Regions from separate parts of the Mus musculus genome. Here regions 1 and 2 are each linked to region 3. Evidence: chromatin contacts called from public Hi-C and HiChIP or PLAC-seq data. All regions are on one chromosome and are shown on one strand. The core of a region is the stretch at or near the end of the contact, and the rest is flanking DNA. Distances in the headings are between cores, read along the strand shown.

Evidence for each region. Hi-C and Micro-C count contacts between places; a contact is called where the count stands out from the background. HiChIP or PLAC-seq counts read pairs in DNA pulled down with a chosen protein or histone mark.
Region 1: a contact with region 3 is called in a Hi-C map of forebrain, with 2.6 times the contacts expected there. The contact joins two enhancer-like sites. A contact is called at or near these places in 3 of 484 Hi-C or Micro-C datasets (cortical neurons, forebrain and olfactory sensory neurons), 4 of 115 datasets of contacts at active chromatin or transcription factors (embryonic forebrain, embryonic midbrain, embryonic stem cells and 1 more) and 1 of 9 other capture datasets (embryonic stem cells).
Region 2: a contact with region 3 is called in an H3K4me3 HiChIP or PLAC-seq map of embryonic midbrain, with 3 times the contacts expected there. The contact joins two enhancer-like sites. A contact is called at or near these places in 6 of 484 Hi-C or Micro-C datasets (embryonic stem cells, forebrain and nephron progenitors), 5 of 115 datasets of contacts at active chromatin or transcription factors (embryonic midbrain, embryonic stem cells and extraembryonic endoderm stem cells) and 1 of 9 other capture datasets (embryonic stem cells).

The regions. Positions count from the first base shown.
Region 1 is chr12:117,343,592-117,346,753 of GRCm38.p6, forward strand. No RefSeq gene overlaps it. Among named protein-coding and RNA genes, the nearest start is that of Gm5441, 8.2 kb to the left of the region's middle. Within about 2 kb of position 1,855, at least 94 of the 459 cell types and tissues checked have an H3K27ac peak or open chromatin away from gene starts, as enhancers often do. A contact at or near this core is called in cortical neurons, embryonic forebrain and forebrain, where this site is marked.
Region 2 is chr12:117,038,291-117,041,010 of GRCm38.p6, forward strand. The region is part of intron 12 of Ptprn2 (protein tyrosine phosphatase, receptor type, N polypeptide 2); the gene reads left to right. Among named protein-coding and RNA genes, the nearest start is that of Gm10421, 110 kb to the right of the region's middle. Within about 2 kb of position 1,316, at least 13 of the 459 cell types and tissues checked have an H3K27ac peak or open chromatin away from gene starts, as enhancers often do.
Region 3 is chr12:117,195,551-117,198,343 of GRCm38.p6, forward strand. All of the region lies in intron 14 of Ptprn2 (protein tyrosine phosphatase, receptor type, N polypeptide 2), which reads left to right. Among named protein-coding and RNA genes, the nearest start is that of Gm10421, 46 kb to the left of the region's middle. Within about 2 kb of position 1,336, at least 79 of the 459 cell types and tissues checked have an H3K27ac peak or open chromatin away from gene starts, as enhancers often do. A contact at or near this core is called in cortical neurons, embryonic forebrain and forebrain, where this site is marked.

The DNA.
Region 1 (3,162 bases), core at 605-3,104, 150 kb after region 3:
TTTATTATATGTAAGTACACTATAGCTGTCTTCAGACACACCAGAAGAGGGCATCAGATCTCATTACGGGTGGTTGTGAGCCACCATGTGGTTGCTGGGATTTGAACTTCGGACCTTCGGAAGAGCAGTCGGGTGCTCTTACCCACTGAGCCATCTCACCAGCCCTTGTTTTACATTCTTATTAGCTGTGGATAAGGGTGCAATCCTGTCCTGTTGTTATGGCAATGACCGTTCTGATAGACAGGAGATGTAATCTCTGTGTTCACTTGGTTTGTATTACCCTGATGGATACTGATTCTGTGAGCATTTGTGGGTTGGTTTTTTTTTTTTTTTTGTATACTTATTAGCCACTTATATTTTTTTATTTTGAGAAGTGTCTATTCAATTCAATCACCTGCTTATTGACTGGATAAGGGGAAGAGAGTTTGGTTTTAATTTTAAAAATGATTTATACAGTCTGGATATTTAATTTCTGGTCACATGGATAACTGGAAAAGGCTTTTTTTTAAGTTTGTTTGTTAAGTAAATAAATCATTTATTTTTATGTGTTCTGGTGTTTTGCCTGCGTGTATGTCTGTGCACCACCTGTGAGTGCCTGGTGCTTGCGGAGGTCAGAAGATCCCCTAGAACTGGAGTTAAAGACAGTTGGCAGCTACTGGGCATTGAAAGCAGGCCCTCTGCAAGAGCAGCCAGTGCTCCTGCCTGCTGAGCCATCTCTCCAGCTCTCTTTTAGCTTTGATGTTCTCCCCCATCCGCTCAGGTGTGGGAAGCATGTATGTGCACATATGGAACCCAGATGTTGGCTCTCCTGCCTTCCCCAGTAACTTATTTTTTGAGACATGGTCTCTCACTGATCCCAGAGGTCACTGTTTTCGTAGACTGGCTGGCCAGTGAGCCCCTGGGATATACCAGTTCCTACTCCAGTACTGGAGGTACAGTCTCACATCCCACACCCAGCGCCTGTGTGCATTTTACCCTCTGAACATCTCTCCAGAGCAAACCAAAGACGTTCCCAAATTGTGTTGGCTGCCTCTTCACGATGCAAAAATCCTGCCAATAGTTCTGAGCAAGCTGTACCACAGCAACACTGCTACCCATCCTGGAGCCCAGAGCTGCTCCACAGGGCACATGGAATGATCAATAGGCATTGAGACTTCCTCCTGACATCCACGCTCATGGACATACACTCTGGATGCTGGAAAGAGAAAGGGTAGGGGACAGAGCTTCTGTCCTCTGACCCGTGACCTCAGGGCAGTGGGGTAGCATCAAAGCCACTATGCTGACAGTGACCCTGCAATGCAGGCCCTCTCTTGCCCTCGCTGTTGCGGGCTTCTGTGCACAAAGATGGCTGGAACCGGGTTGGGGGGGGGAGTGCGGGGAGAGCTATAAATGAGGGAGAGAGAGAGAGAGAGAGAGAGAGAGAGAGAGAGAGAGAGAATGGATGAACCTGAGACCTGGCCTTCAGTGCTTGCACTGTGCCCACAGGAGGAGGCCATGCACTTAGAAAATGTCATGTCTAGTGTTTGTATAAAATGTCATGTTAGTGTTTATATTCCATTTCTCCTCTCAGCACAAAAAGAGAGAGAAAAGCGAGCATGCCCCACAGGGTCACAGGACCAGAGAAAATCCTGCAAGGCCCTCAGCACAAATAGCAGAGCTTGGCCCAGGCCCTTTGCATGAAAATCAGCACCCATCTCAGCAGAAGCCACTGCCAGGGGCAACTGGGGCTTGGACAGCGCTCCGTCAGATTTAAAACTGATTTTTTTTTCTTAAGAAACCAGAAGAAAAGGGGGTGCTTTGAGCTCATCTGCATTACAGATCAGGTCTCTCCGAGAGAATCAGCCATCCATAATTCATTACATGTTTCCTGCCGGGGATGGAGACAGCCTGATCCTAGCAACAGAGTCATAGCAACAGGAGCTGAAGCAGAGCTGCTCCGCCCACCAGGGGGAGGAGAGGAAGGGGAGAGGTGCGCGGCTTCTTGCTCCTCAGGAGGGCTGGCAAAGTTCACCGGGTTATAAAGGAAGATGGAGGCTGAGAGTGGAGGTGGGTTTGAGAAAACTGGGAAAGGCGTGGGTGGGAGACTGAGGGAAAGCATATGAATTTGAGTTGCATAAACTCTAGCTAAGAAGGTAAGAAGCTAGTAAGTAGCGTTTGGAAAGAGCCCTGCCAGCTGCCACACTGCCTGGCGCCCATCGGTATACAGACGGGGGTCACTAAAAGACCACATCACTGTCAATTGTTACAAGAACTGCATAATTCGAGGAGTGCCTGACAGCTAGTGTGAGGGAGTCCGTGGCACTAGAGTGAACATAGTGGAAACGGCGCCCTCGGTCCTCACTTGTTTCATCTGAAGAGTCACCATCTGGAATGAGACTTGCGGTGCGCTCTAGACATACCTGCTGTTTGACCCCCTTGCTATCAAATGGAAAATCCCCTGAACTCTGACCACTTGATCTTGGGATCTGTGGCTCTATGAGGAGAATGTGTTTCTTCTATATTCGGCACAGTCAAGGATGCTGGAAGAGCCACTGGAAACTTCCAAAGTGATGTGGGAAACACCATTGATGGTATATATGGAAGACATTATCAGAGCAACTGACAGCCATGAGCTGTGTGAAAGCCACCACCAGAGCCACTGAAACCTGAGAAGCCACATGAGGGACACCTCTGGGGTTACAGGAACCCTCAAAGCTGTCAGTGCTTGGTCAGTAGAGAATGTGAGCCTTGCCACACCTATGTCTGGACTCAAGCCAGGGTCTTCTGAAATAAGAGCTAGTGCTCTTAACAGCTAAGCTAAGCTCTCTCTGGCTCCCAAACCTTGCTTTTGAAGGCCTCATTTTATTTTATTTTATTAGCCTTTAAAAAGGGTCCTTGTCACAGCAGTTGCCACGCAGTCCCCAACTTTTTGATGGAGCCATGGTTAGATGTACAGCATTTAGTCACCTACATTGTTCTCTAGAAAGTATGACTACTCACAATGCAACAGTGGACTCCAAGCCACTGAGACCAGCATAGAGCTCTCAAACATCACACACATCACTCTTGCCTTTAGCTTGAGGGTGGTCCGCTGACATATGACAACTACAGGCACACTTCTGGTGACAGTATCTCTGCCAGGTGAAGAGAATGCCACCTCGCTTTGCATTCCTTCATTTTCTT
Region 2 (2,720 bases), core at 66-2,565, 160 kb before region 3:
CCTAAGAAGAAATCTCTTGCTGCATAGGAATACTCATTCAACCATACATAAACCATGAAGGTAAACCTGGATGCTTTGACCATGTGGATGGTGTTTTCCAATGTTCTACACTAGCCTTTGACCTTATAAGCACAGGATAATAAGCACTCATCTGACCTTTTTAAGATAACACACAGTTATCATATGTATGCCTATATATTTCTGATGGGCTCATGGCTACTTGCTGTTTAATAAACACAGCTTGGGAGACAGCAACATTATACTCTTTCCAGTTCCATTTTTGTGGGCTTGGGTACTCTCAGGGTCTCTGAAAAGTTTAACAGACCCCCAACCCCTTTATTTGGGCCTAGAAGGAAGATAGCCCAAAGCTCTCCTCAGTTTGTGTGTGTAGGCTTATGCAGGAGCAATGGTCTACCTTCATAAATGCTAGTGTACCCCTTTATCTTCCTGTCTGATCTATGATGTTGAGATTTATTCATTTCAATTTATATTCTTTTTACCTCTGGCATCATGTTTCCATTTGAATCCAAGTCACAGCTTATTTATCTGTCTCTAGAAAGGACACACAGGTATTTCTATGGAGCTCAGATAATGGAAGCTACCTGACTCTAGACACAGGTACTTCTAAAGGAAGATCAGAGGAGCAAAGTAAATGCAGATCTAACCTCCACTTCTCCCTGGCTGAGCCCCTGGGAGGCCTGAGCTTGGATCTCAGTGTCCATTTCTGTCAAATGCATATCCTAAAAAGACTTTGCCACTGTCATTATGAATTCTGATGTGTGTGGTGTAGAAATCATGTTACAGTACCATGTCCATACATCTGTCCATGCAAAAGTGTGTGCACATGTGGGTATGCATGTGGATATGCAAATGAATGTTTGAGCATAGCACTTGCAAACCCTGTATCTGTTATGCATCCACTTGCACATCTGTCCACATAAATGTGTAGCTGTGTGCTTATGTGTGCACACATGTGGATACTGTGTCATTTCCTGTTTCCTAATTCTTAATTTTCTGAAACAAAGTTGCAGCAGGCTCTGAGTGGAGTTCAAGCTTTAGCTCATCATCAGACTCCATCACAATTAACACTTTCTCTGCAGTTATAAATCCCTTACGACGTCACACATGTTACTCACAGAAAAGGAAATGCAGTAACAAAAAGGGTGCGTTTGACTTCCATTTTCCAGCATCTGCTCCAAGTGCATTCATGCAGACAGAGAAGGACCTTGCTCTAAGGCTGAGAATACTGTCAAGGGCTGTCAGAGGCAGTGTTGGAGAGGGCCAAAGCTAACAGCATCTGTCACTCCCAAACTCACAGGGGGCGGAGGGACTCTGTACTGGGAGCCTTTGTTATGTTAACCGCCTTCCTCACCACACCCCATTGTCTGCTCCCCACCAAAGGTTCCTGAGGCTTCTAGAGGCCATGTAGAGATGGTAGCCAAGCTGGACTGGCTATGGCCCATGCTGTCCAGTTCAGTGTTTCTGACTCACAGACAATACAACCCAGAGCCACAGGCCAATCTTGCACATGGAGGCCACTGGCAGATGTGAGCAAGGCTGCATGAACATAAACACTATAAACATGAGAAGCTCTCCCCAGTACCTAACATGTTCTCCAGGAAACCAGGCCTCCTCGTGCTGCTAAATCTCATATGAAGGATTCAAAACAGTTATACCAACCTTCCTGAGATTGGTTAGGCCTCATATAGGTCTCTCTTCTTACAAAACACAGCCTTTATCAACCTCTGACCTTGAAGGGCCAAAAAACAAATATTCCTGAGATCTAGGGGAAGAGTCTGCAGATGCCTAATGATGTCACTGGTTGTGAACTCAAATAATGGGGGAGTTAGGACCAGCTACACATATGGATCCAAAGTCAGATAATGGCTCAGAGGTCAGGTCACCAGCAGTACATAGAGTGAGCCAGACAGGCAATACCCTGATATGGGCATTCTAGGAATGCTCAAGGTTGCCCTCCCCTGCCTTGCCCAGGACCAAGTCCTGTAGCCAGTGCCAGGAGGAAGGACTGAGAAAGATTCTTGTAGGCTGGAATCAGAGAGGAACATGGCTCCTGTTCACATCCCTGGTTACCATGTGCTGTATGCACACAGATCACTGGATCACCTACCAGTTATGAGACAAGGCTGACACGGGGATTTGGGCCCATCCTATGTTGTCACAGGTCAGGCATCAGAGACAGAATCCAGACATGCTATAGTTTGGATCGTAAATGTCTCCAAAAGGTCATTGCTAGAGCATTGGTCCCTGATTGATGGCACTGTAGAAGGTAGGAAGTGGAAATGGATTGTTAGGGGAGTAACTTAGGGGGATTTTTGTTGTTGTTGCACCTTCTTCTCCTCTGTTTCCTGGATGCCATGATGTGAGTAGCTGGGTGAGACCATGCCTGAGATTCAGCCTCATCGCAGTCCAGAAATGGTATCACGTGACCATGGACTAAAACCTCTGAAACAGTGAGCCAAAACAAACATTTCTTCTTTTAAGTTGACTTTTGCTGGGTATTTTGTCATAGAAACTGATGTGTTGTGGACACATAACCCAGCAGAGGTTCCCATAAACCAAGTGCTCAGTCAGGCTAGAGGCACTGAACTGTGACTGGTGCAAACAAGAACTGTGGATTCAGCCAGGGCATGGACACTGACTGTATCTCTTGTTGGGAGGTATCTTCATTTTGAGTTCATGTGAGCATGCTATCCTGGTTC
Region 3 (2,793 bases), core at 86-2,585:
TTCTGTAAATGGATGGCTACCATCTTTCCGATGTCTGTTGTAGAGGAAGACACTTGAGGCTTTCTTTTTTTTATGTTACTAGAAATGCTATGTACAGATAAAGCACAGGGTGCAGTGAAGTGCTGTTCTGCATGGAATCTCATATCCTACTGACCGATGCATCTAAATACCACCCTCATTCTCTGTGCTCAGAAGACAGTCACCTTATGTCCTCAAAGAAGCCAGGCAGGCAGCACAGGTGACATGGCACAAGCCTTTAATTCCCACACTCCAGAGACATAGGCATGAATATCTATATGAGCTCAAGGCTAGCCTGCTCTACATAGAGAATCCAGGCCAGCCAAGGCTGCATATAAGATCTTGTATTTAAAAAAAAAAAAAAAGAAGGAGGAGGAGGAGGAGGAAGAGGAGGAGGAGGAAAAGGAGGAGGAGGAGGAAGAGGAGGAGGAGGAAGGAAGGAAGAAGGAAGGAGGAAGGAGGAGGAGGAAAGGAAGAGCAACAGTTCAGGCAGTGAGCTGTGGAGCTCAGGCAATGAGCACAGGAGGAAATTGCACCTGTACATAGCAGTAGCCTGGGAGATACCCAGGTGGTGTAAGCAGGCAGCCACTGGCAGTCACTCTTTCTTCACCTGTCAAGCCTGGTAAATATATGGCTTGTGACTTGGGCACTTCGCAATATGACTGGCATTGAGCTAGGAAAAGATTAAGAATATGTGATGGTCTTCACTCTAAATTTCACCGTAAAATGTGGACATTCATGCTGTCAGATACTCTATTGGCCCTCACTCAGGTACCTTGTCTGGAATAACCGGATGAGACTGTGTAAGGTGGGGGCCTTCTGGGTTGCATGCTAACTTTTGACTTCATCAACATTTTAGCCATTTTGCTTTTCTAGAAAGATCTGGGGAGGTGGAGAAGAAAGCTAGACCCTGGGGCTCATGTCTTCTGCCTGCTGGAGAATTGAGCACAGGGTTTGGGTTTTGTGTAATGTTGTCTTACTGGTTCCGAGTCGGTTTCTTTGGCTGTGTGTCATTTCTCACAAGCATATAGCCTGTTAGCTTTAGGAAGATAAAAAAAAAAATCAAAGCTCTCTGCTTGCAGTGGACACGCTCAAAATCTCTGCAAATATTCTCTAATGTGTTAGAAAACCCAGTATCCTAACGTTTCATGAGACAAAGCCCCCGCCTGTGTCACTGTCCTAGGTAACCTTGCAGCACTTGCTGGAATTCTTTATTCTTCCTAAAAACTTCATCAGAAAATCGTAATGACTACATCACTGGCACAGAATATAAAAGGCTGCTGCTAAGAAAAGCCCGCTGCTTTGTAACCGCAAGGCTGCTGTGCGTTGCTAAGCAACCATCCCTCCTCTTCCTGCTTCCCAAAGGTTTCCCTGCTCTAACCACTGTCGTCATCCACCGGGCGAAATGTCTCCACTGGGCCTTCTTGTGCTGGGTTGGGGAATAGGAAGGAAAGCTTTGGGTCTTTGAGAACGACAGCTCCTGGTGTTGTGACTTGGAAGCAGCGTTTGGATTTTGTAGACCATCCCATTGGTGTGAGGTGGATGGAGAGCTGGTTTAAACAGATGAATTTTCTGTAACTCTGCATTCAGAAGTATTCCACAGCAGGGGTCTAGGAGGAGGCTCTTAAAGGCACCATTGCCTGACTCTCCAAATGTGGTCGTGGGTGGCAGGCACCACGGTGGTACTCTACAGGGCCCCAGCATGGAGGGAGCAGTGGGTATTGTTTGCTGTGGAAACTGTTTTTTTTTTTTTCCCAGAGAATCTGTTTCCCTGCTAAAAGGGTGGGCTTGGTTATCAGAAGTGCACTTCATGAGTGCTTTTTAAACCCCTTATCCCCTGCCTTTCCCCTTAACCCTTTGGAATACAGCGTTGGTTTACTAATAGAATTTTTAAAAAGATCTCATAGGTTAAAGTACATTCTTTATGTCAAAGGGATATGGTGACAACTGGAATCAAATGGCTACTTTCTAATTTAGTAAGGAACATTCCCCCATCTGTGGTAATACAAATACATGGTAAAATAAAGATTTGCCATGAACCTTTTCATACGTCCTTGTGTGCTATAAAGAGCAAACAAAACCAGCTTTATCCAGCTTGCCTTTTGTAGTTGTCTTCTGAGTTTAGACTTTGCCAAAGCCTGAGAAGGTGGTATCTTTCTCCATAAAGGGTAGTATTGGTGTCTGCTAATCCATCTGCGGTCAAACTTTGATTATCCAAACAGAATGAGCGGATTTGATCGTTCTAAGAGAGGTTTGGGGGATAAGAAAAGAGTGTGGGTCTGTGCAGATGGGCTGAGCTTTCCCTTTTTGTCTTCCTCGTAATTTCTTCTAAAATTCTCCGTGTTTTCAATGTGTGGAGATAACTACATCTTTGGAGCAGCGCAGTAGCTTAGTGGTAATTATTTATTTGACAAATGGCTATTTCAGGACTTTCAAAAAGCAGAAGTCAGTAGAAATATAAAATTGGATTAAAATTCCTTTAGACTTGTTTTTAACCAGAGTAGCTGCAGACTAGCATTAAATGCTACCACTCTGTCAACTGGATTGTTTCTTGTTTTTTTGTTTTTTTTTCCTTTTAAATTGTCTGTATACCAAAATTACAAGGAGAGAAACATACAAAGGATATTTGGTGAAGGCAGGCGGTCTGGGTAAATAGCGTTCCTTTCATTAGCGTATTTCCCTTATTAACTGTGTAATTAATTGTACATAGCTAAGGGAAGCCGTGGAAATTGAGTTTCGAGATGTATCAAAGCTGACTTTGGCTTCACACTTCCA